Regions from separate parts of the Xenopus tropicalis genome. Here regions 2 and 3 are each linked to region 1. A link is a contact called in public Hi-C data. All regions are on one chromosome and are shown on one strand. The core of a region is the stretch at or near the end of the contact, and the rest is flanking DNA. Distances in the headings are between cores, read along the strand shown. Region 1 holds the start of hoxc13 (homeobox protein Hox-C13). Region 2 holds the start of hoxc4 (homeobox protein Hox-C4). Region 3 holds the start of hoxc6 (homeobox protein Hox-C6).

Region 1 (3,073 bases), core at 261-2,760:
TGCCCGCCAGGTTTATAAGGTGCTGTTATATTTCGCCTCTCTGTACAGAATGTAAAATGAACTTTATCTTTAAGAATTTGAAAAACAATTGGCGAGAAGTTCGACATCGCACAAGGTAAGCAATTTACAATCTGACATTTACAAAACATACACCGTATTTATAAAACACCCAAAAGCGACATGTTTATGTTTATCGCTCGCCTCATATCAAAATCTCAGGGGTGAAATATGGCGCTAAACACAAAATAAAGCCGCTTTAATCTGTTCTGGTAGTAATACTTCGGCTGCTCCCCATCTCTTCAGGGGCAGATTCTAATGTGACCCACGGATGCTTTATTGCATTGGATTTATAACATAAGGGATTTATAACATAAGGGATTTATAACATAAGGGATTTATAACATAAGGGATTTATAACACAGGCTGGCAGCAGGCTGCGGGTCCGACCAACTTGCTCTCACTGCCCAGGCAGAGTCGCAGCAGCAGCAGTAAGTGAGCAGAGGGACCGAGCCAAGCCTGGGGGAGCTCACTAGTACAACACTATGCTATGTGCTATTGCTGCCACACAAAGGGTCCTTTAATCGCTAAAGTATGCCGCACTGCTCAAGGGAAGACATGCCTTCCCGCTACAGTTGCAGTTCTACTACATGCCATACAGCGACACTACAAATCTACTTTGACGCGAGAGGCCGATGGAGGCAATAGTGCAGTAGGACTAACGTACATACATATAATGAAGGGTTTAGAGGGAGAATGTGCAGCAGTATTACCTGGGAAAGGTGCTTTCCATAAGTGGCCGGATTGGGATTGGTCCTTTGAGCAGTAGACTTGTCCGTCCCAGCCGTTGGGAAGAGCCCAGTGCTGGTAGCCTTCCATAGACAGCAGGGTGTCATGCCTGGGCTCCGGGTGGCTGCTGATGCCTGGCACTACTGACATGTCCAAGTAACCAGGGACCGCCTGGTAGGAGCTGGCAAAACTAGGGTAAAAAGCAAATTCCTTGGCCCTGGAGGAGAATTCTTCGCTGGGCAAGGGGTTGCTGGGCTCGGGGTATTTCTCGGCCGGATGGTAGGAGCAGGGTTTCTGGTGTAAGTTGACGTTGTGGGACTGAGAGAGCCTGCAGCCGTAATAGCTGCTTCCAAATGGGTAGGCATAGCCCAGGGAGGCGTTGGAAGAAGACGGGGGAGCCGTGCATTGCCTGGCGGCTTCTGGAGAGGTAATGTCCGTGTAGACAGGTCCTTGGTGAGACCCAATGGCACTAGAATGGCGCCCCAGAGCGGGGTGAGAGATAAAATCCCTACAGTGGCTGCTTGCACAGTTCCCACTCAGTCCTTCCATGGCTGGGCTTTTCCTGGGATTCTTTTCATTCGGGCTTGTTTCATACACGTACATCAAGGTATCCGCCCAATGTGGATGTAGGATCAGGGAAGTCGTCATAGCATGGTCTGGCCGTGCTTTTAAAAAGTCAGCTTCCCAAAAGAGTCACCTAATTTCCTTCAACATTATTGTGTCAAGTGCGCGCATGCGCCAGGAATGGGGCGGAGGGAAGGTAGGGTGGGGGCGGGGCCAGGGCTTCATTAAGAAATCTGCCAGGAACACGTGATCCCAGCCAAATAGACAACAATGCGCTGGGTCTGGGACACGTGATCTCCCAGGCTGGGTCCCTGCTGGCTGCAATGCCTGGCGCTGAGGGAAGCCAATGGGCCCTAGCCAACGGCCACCGAAAGCCTTACAGGCAAAGGGTGGCACCCAAAGGTGGCCTAGAAGGAAAATAAAAGGCATCGGACTACAGTTTTTAGCATACTCAGAAATCTAGCGGCAGATTAGAAACCACACCAATGCGTCTTTTAAATTTCTTATTTGTATGGGAATTTAAAATCGGGTGATTTACTGCCTATTTCCCAGTACATGCTGTAGTAATCATGTATGTGTTGTCATATTTCATCTGAGATTTGCGGTGAAATCAGCATGGCATGCCTAAAACAGTAAGCAAATATACATTCCGTTTTAGATCTATGATTAATTGTAATTGCAGAGAAAAGAAAAACTACGAGTTATAGATGGCTGCTTTATGAATGTATCCATTGTTTATATGCTTTCCTTTAATCCACGTTTGGTTAGTATATTTTTAAATATTCAGTATTTATGAATAAATCTTGTAGGCATATAGCTCATTAGTTAATGTCCGAGAAAACTACAGTACTTCGTGCATTCACTACTTACTATGAGTTTTTATTTTTGTGCACAGAACATCTATATATCTATCTATTTATCTATCTATCATCTATCTACCTATCATCTATCTATCTATCTATCTATCTATCTATCTATTTATCTATCTATCATCTATCTATTTATCTATCATCTATCTATCTATCTATCTATCTATCTATTTATCTATCTATCATCTATCTATTTATCTATCATCTATCTATCTATCTATCTATCATCTATCTATCTATCTATCTATCTATCTATCATCTATCTATCATCATCTATCTCTATGTAATCTGTGTCTGTCTATAAATATGCCTTTCTCTGGCCAGTTGCAGAATATCTGCAAGTACCCTAACAAAGATGTACTATATAGCAGTTTTATTGTATGCAAACAAATGACTGCCTATGTAGTTATGTATGGGAGATTATAGGAAATTGAGGACAGCTGACCAAAAGTGTACACTGCCAACCCTATATGTATGTGGTTTTGCTTGCGTGTGTATTTGAGGGACAAAGCATGGGGCAAACAGTACAAAGAGCCACTGACCTTTATTTGTGCATAAAGATAAATTAACTTGACTTTTCAAATACTGTGCAGAACGTTCGATATAATAAGTTTCGCAAAAATACAAATCCTATCATAGCATACAAACAAACAATATATGTGCTATGTTGGTATATAAAGTGTGCAGCGGCCTGGCTTCCTCCAGTTTCCTCTGGACATCCTTATGTTTGGAGTAAAGAAGCGAGTCCCTTTCTTTTTGTGACTGTAAATCACATTCTCCAAGAACCATAGTAAACTTGCTTATTGTTCGCTGACCTAAAACAAGGTCCTAGGGACTGACAACCATTTGAAAAA
Region 2 (3,073 bases), core at 172-2,671, 180 kb before region 1:
CAGATATCTGTTATAGTGAAATTCCTTCTCCAGTTCCAAGACCTGCTGCCTGGTATAGGCTGTTCTGGACCTCTTGGGCTCACCCCCAGTGTAATTAGGATTCACTGAGAAAGAAAGGAGAAGATCAGACGGGGATGAAGGGAAAATAAAGAGAGGGAATGGGCATAGGCACATAGGATAAGCACAGGCACAGGGAGGAAGGGATCACACAAGAGGGAAGAGACCACATAAAAAGCCTTTGAAATCCACTAACGATCCAGGTTTCTGTACTCTATTAAGAAGGGGGTTCCCTAAGCTCCAAAGAGGCTGAATTATTTATGTTCCCCTTCCAAAGCTTCTCCCTGACTCTCTCACACACACACACACCACATAGAGATCTGAATGAGCCACATGGCTGAAGCAACCCAGACAGGCTTGGCTATAAAATTTATGGTGGGTGTAATTACCCATTCGGAGTCGTAAATCCAGTTCAATTGTGCTAACCCAAAGACTTAAGCTTTAAAGAGGGAGAGAGAGAGAGAGAGGGGTTAGAGGGAAGCCAAAGTTTCCTACCAGAACTGACGTGTATTTTCTTCATCCAGGGGTAGACTATGGGCTGTTTAGAGGCAGTGTTGGTGGGGTGCTCAGAGGTGGGTGCCTGGGTGCAGGCTGTGGGTGCAGGAGAGGGAGAGCTGGAGCTGCTGTTGGAGGCAAGGGATGGGGTTGGATGCTCACACAGCTGAGATTTGCCTACAAGGTTGTGGTTGCTCTGGGGCTGCCCATGGAGCCTGGGGTGGGTTGCTGGGTTGCCCGGCGCCTGGATACTGGCACAGCTGAACTGGCGCTCTGGGTAAGCAGTTCTTGGCGGGTACAGGTCCTGGTGGTGCTGAAAGGCAGGGTCCCTGGAGCGGCTGTAGTACTCCGGACTGTGCTCTGGGATATAGTTATTTTGCGAATATTCCTCGCATGGAGGAAATTTCGGATCGATGTAGTTAGAGTCCATCAAATACGAACTCATGATCATTAATTTCTGGAGTGGAAAATAATTTTTCTCGCTTTGTCGTTTTTCTGCTCCATAAAGCCCTCCTACTAGCTGGCGACCCCGTAAAGTTACTTTCACCATGTGACTCCTCCAGCCAATCACAACGTGCGCTCAGGTCCCCGGATAAGGAACCAGAGGCTCATTCCAAATGATTTTCTCCTTCCCTTGTTTGTTGTTCTGTTGCCCTGGTGGAGTCCATAGGCTGACATTGGGCTCTGTGCACTTGTGCATGCCCATAGGGTTGGGACATTGAGCATTGGGTTGGCATGAGCAGGTAGGACTGGCTTTGCCCATTACATGGATCCCAGAGGTGGGTGGAGAGTGCCCCCCCATACACACACACATACACACACATACACACACACACATACACACACACACACACACACACACAGGCTTACACACACACACACACACACACAGGCTTACACACACACACACACATACACACACACACAGGCTTACACACACACACAGGCTTACACACACATACACACACAGGCTTACACACACACACACACAGGCTTACACACACATACACACACAGGCTTACACACACACAGGCTTACACACACACATACACACACACACACAGGCTTTTACACACACACACACACACACAGGCTTACACACACAGGCTTACACACACACATACACACACACAGGCTTACACACACACATACACACACACACACATACACACACACAGGCTTACATACACACACACACAGGCTTACATACACACACACACACAATAATGCAATGTTACCAGATGAAGAACCAACCTCTGCCCACACCTGAAATCGCTGCTGCTGCTCCTGTGTCCATACCTGCAGTCTGTGCAGCTGGGCAATGTCTGTGGCACTCATAGGATGGGCATCATCCATGCTCGCAGGGTACTGCAATGAAAAGAGGAAAGAAATGAAACACTGAGCAATGAAATAAGGTGCAGTTTTCGTTTTGGGTCACTAGCTGGGCTGTTAGTGCTTAATACAGGGACCCCAGAAGCCACCCATAGTTATGATGATGTGTTTATTTGGCTTAGCACCTAGGGGAAGAATGGACCCACGATGCCAGGAGAATCTCATTGCAATGATTCTTCCAGAAGCCCCGCTTGGCTCCCATTGGGCTATAATGTGCCATGATTAAAGTTTCAAGTGTGCTTGCCTGTATCTCAGCCCTAGCCTTACAGCTCCAAGCCTGGGAAGCAGATGAAGATGTCAGCACCCAGTGCAATCACTAAGTGCTTAGGATTGAGGACCTAGGAACCCAATGCAATTTTCATTAAAAAACAAACCAGTCCTATAGTTTCTCCTTAAGTAGACAAAAATGGCTGGAGAGGGACCCTTGTTATTTCCCCACCAAGCAACCCCCCCCCCCCCTCCCCCGTCCAACTTCCAGCAGATAATATAGAGCTCAAAAACCCAGGGAATTTATGTAAACATTTCCCAGCAAAGAGCTATTGCAATTAGGTATTTTATCAAGAGCTTAGATTAGACATTAAAAATGGGAGAGGAGAAATCTGATTGCTCCCTTGTTCTGCTTGATAACAATTATAGCACGGAATCATAGCTTGCAGGGGCAATGCAATATTTTATTTGATAACAATAAAAGTGACACATAAAGTTAGCTGTTTATGTTTTATTTATTAGCCTAAATGTGCCAGCGGTGTTGCAGGCTTAGGTTCCTTGTAACAGCTTTTATAGGGCAGTAAAAAGCCATAAATCAAGCAGGAGGAATGGTTTAGAGTCTTTGCACTGGTTGGGACCTGCTCGTTGCGGTGGCTGCTCAGTATTTATAGGAAATGTAATAATGCCTTATTTTATGATTATTTAATCTGCACCTTTAATCCCCTCCCCTCCCACCTCCTTCTTATAAACCGACATGCGAGAGAGGGAGAATCAAACAGGATTGCCCCAGTGCCCTATAACAGACAAGTGCTGGGCACAAAGAGAGATGAAGGCAGAGATCCATTTGGGCAGGACCTAGAGAGAAGTCTGTAGCATCACCCATATACCCCCCTAGAGACGAATCTGTGGTTCAGAACTCACA
Region 3 (3,073 bases), core at 300-2,799, 130 kb before region 1:
GGAGGGGAGCAGACTTGCGAAGGGGGAAGAGGAAGCCTTAGTGGGGTGTCTCTCTATTCACTCTTTGCCTTGTCCCTCTGAGTCCTCTCGCTTCTCCTCCTTATCCCCGGCTAAACTGTCAGCCGCTGCCCCAGTGCCCCCAGACAGGGTAGATGTGAGGTTGCTCTCCTTTTTCCATTTCATCCTCCTGTTCTGGAACCAGATTTTGATCTGCCGCTCTGTTAGACAAAGTGCATTGGCGATCTCGATCCTCCTGCGCCGGGTCAGGTAGCGATTAAAGTGAAATTCCTTCTCCAGCTCCAGGGTTTGGTACCGGGAATAGATCTGCCGCCCTCTCCTCCTGTCCGCCCCGTAGCCCACGCCTAGGGAGTCAGACACAAGACAAACTGGACAGAATTAGTGAGAAAACGAGCGATTGCCCAACTGATAACCCCCCAGCCAGCCTATAGCCTGGCCCCTAACTTTCATACAGCTCCATCTGCTATGGCCGCTCCAGCAATGCTCCTGCCCAGCTGCCCCTGCCCAGCTACCCCTGCCCAGCTGCCCCTGCCCCTGCCCAGCTACCCCTGCCCAACTGCCCCTGCCCAGCTAGCCTTCACCTTACAGGGCTCCCAGACAAATACACTGTATTACTGTCTGTTTGTACAAATAGGCAAAGAGCTGCCATTCCTTCCCAGCGCTCTGCTTTCTCCCTGCCCAGAAACGACTTTAAATACATTTATATATCGTCTAATGAATGCACATTGCCTTGAATGAAAAGCTCTTGTTCCACCGTGCCCCCCAATTCCCTACAAACCCGTGCAACCATGAACAAATACAACTAATTCTAGTAAAAATAAATAAATAAAAAAAAGTATTTCTTTATTTAACTCTTTCTGTAAAAATGAAAGCTCGTTGAACTTTATTACCTATATTTTCCTCTCGCAACGTCTTTTAATTAGAAAGCACATAACAAGCCATATTTGCTTGCAACAACTTAACAAATAAAAGGCCTATAAGAGCAACTGGGAAAGGAACTACTTTATGGCTTTTATGAGGCCATAAAAAAGGAGCTGAGCTTGTTCTGCTGGGGGAGACGATCGTAAAGATGGTTGAGTTTATTTAATTTATCTGTGCGTGTAGCAGTGCAACTTACCACTGTGGGAGTTCATGCGCTGCATCCATGGGTAGATCTGAATGCTGCCTTTCTGCTCCTGCCCATTGCCTCTGCTTTGCTCACTGCTAAAATCCTGTGCAAGGGAGCTCTGCGTGTTGTGTCCCATTGAGTTCTGCCTGCAGCTAGTAAGCATGTCCTTGTCCTGGTAAAATGCGTTGGATCCATACTCATAGGGGCCCCGGCTGGAGCCAAACACAACATTATCTTGCGGGGTATAGAATGGAGACGAGTAGATCCTATTCTGAGCCACCGCTGCTCCATAAGTGGAAAAATGCCTAACAGGGTCATAGGCTGTGGAATTAAGGGCCACATTGGGGAGAACTTCTTGGCCACTGGCTAAATGGCAGGATAAGGAAGGGTTAGTGAAATAGGAATTCATATCTTCTCCTTTACCTGCCTGGAAGATTTCTTTAATATTTATTTCTGTCTCCAGTTTGTAGTCTGAACTAGATTGTTATAGGGACGGCTCCAATCCAGGACAGACAAAATGACAAAGTCAGCTGACCCACTTGGAGCCAATAGGAGGCGAGATGTCAAGAAAGGGAAAAATTGGTTTTGCTTGTGTTGATTCCCCAGCTGAAAGTCTATGATACACTCAAAGTGAGACTTGCAATTAGAAAGAGGGAATTAGTTCGGTGGGGGGAAATTCCTCTGCGTTGGGGGTCAAACCTCAAGAGAACGACGGAGTTTAAATAAAATATGCCATTTTTTTTGTGCTAAGTAGAATGTAAAGTTCCGATAGAATCGAATGTACAGGCAGAATCGTGTGCAATTTAGCAGTGATTTCACCCACTAATGCACACAGCCCTGGGCACACTCCTGCCATATACACAGCCGAGTGCATTACACCTTATTAACCATATCAGCCCTTATCAGCAGGGAGCAGATATTACACAGTATAATGGGGGCTGTGAGCAAAACGACCCCAACATTATGTCTCCAACCTGATCACGCAAATTAAATTCCCTTATTCAGATCTCTGCTTCTGTAAATCTGAATCTCTAAACACGAACCTGCAATTAGCTCATTTCTCATTTGCATCCAGTAATCGTGTTGCCACTGTAATCAGTGCTAATAAATAGCAATGTAACAGTCAGGGCTTGATATTGTTTTTATATGGAGGTGTATGCAGTTAAATGAATGATTAACAGAAGTAGCAGCATCTTTTGTTTTGGGGAGTTGATCATTTTATCAGTAATAATACGACTCAAGATTGACATGTCCATTTCATTTTATTTATCTATTTATTATTATTGTATTGTTATTTTACTAATATTGATGTCAAAGTTACAGGAATCACAGGGTCATTTAATGTATAAAAGTCAGATCCCCTTGGGCTCCTTGTAGCTTTCGCCCGCCCAAAGCCCCCACATATAATAATAGCCCAGGTACATGCAACCAGCTTATTTCATCTGGCAATTTATTTTGTGGGACTGAGACCAGATATACAACTCAGACAGCCCAGCTTATATTTACTGTTGTTGGCAAAAAGGGGTTTTGTCTCCTCTCAGATACAATGAATTCCTAAAAGTCACTATTTGTAAGAGTTACAAAAAGCAATATTTTTTTAGGGCTGGCAAAGAAACCCGGATGCTGAAGGATTTTACGATCTTTTTCCTGTGAGCATCAAAGCCAAATAGAGGTTATAAAGCCATAAAAATGGGAACAGACGAAAAGGGGTCGTTTATTGCCCTGGTATCACACTAGCAAATCCCATGAGTGTAAACAACAAAAAGAAAGGGGGAAAAAAGAAAGAAAAAAAAGTTTTAACTAAAATAAAGAAGAGACCATTTGAGATTAAACAGCCTGTGTGTGGGACACTCATGTGAAAGTAAGGAATTAATATATATCTATATTTATATGGATATTCATAGATTATATAGTAGGGGGTGTGATTGTATATTTATACTAGGCGAT

Evidence for each region. Hi-C and Micro-C count contacts between places; a contact is called where the count stands out from the background.
Region 2: a contact with region 1 is called in a Hi-C map of gastrula embryo, with 2.8 times the contacts expected there. The contact joins the promoter of hoxc4 here to the promoter of hoxc13 in region 1. A contact is called at or near these places in 2 of 5 Hi-C or Micro-C datasets (gastrula embryo and neurula embryo).
Region 3: a Hi-C map of gastrula embryo shows a contact between it and region 1, with 2.8 times the contacts expected there. The contact joins the promoter of hoxc6 here to the promoter of hoxc13 in region 1. A contact is called at or near these places in 3 of 5 Hi-C or Micro-C datasets (brain, gastrula embryo and neurula embryo).

The regions. Positions count from the first base shown.
Region 1 is chr2:146,199,631-146,202,703 of UCB_Xtro_10.0, forward strand. hoxc13 (homeobox protein Hox-C13) reads right to left here and starts at 1,511. Exons shown (of 2, transcript XM_002936645.5): 1 at 771-1,511. The coding sequence starts at 1,434.
Region 2 is chr2:146,017,559-146,020,631 of UCB_Xtro_10.0, forward strand. hoxc4 (homeobox protein Hox-C4) reads right to left here and starts at 1,422. Exons shown (of 2, transcript XM_002936638.5): 1 at 553-1,422; 2 at 1-104. The coding sequence starts at 1,102. mir10c (microRNA mir-10c) reads right to left here; the gene lies at 3,030-3,073.
Region 3 is chr2:146,064,664-146,067,736 of UCB_Xtro_10.0, forward strand. It overlaps hoxc6 (homeobox protein Hox-C6), which reads right to left and starts at 1,550. Exons shown (of 2, transcript XM_004911935.4): 1 at 1,136-1,550; 2 at 1-362. The coding sequence starts at 1,535. The coding sequence ends at 58.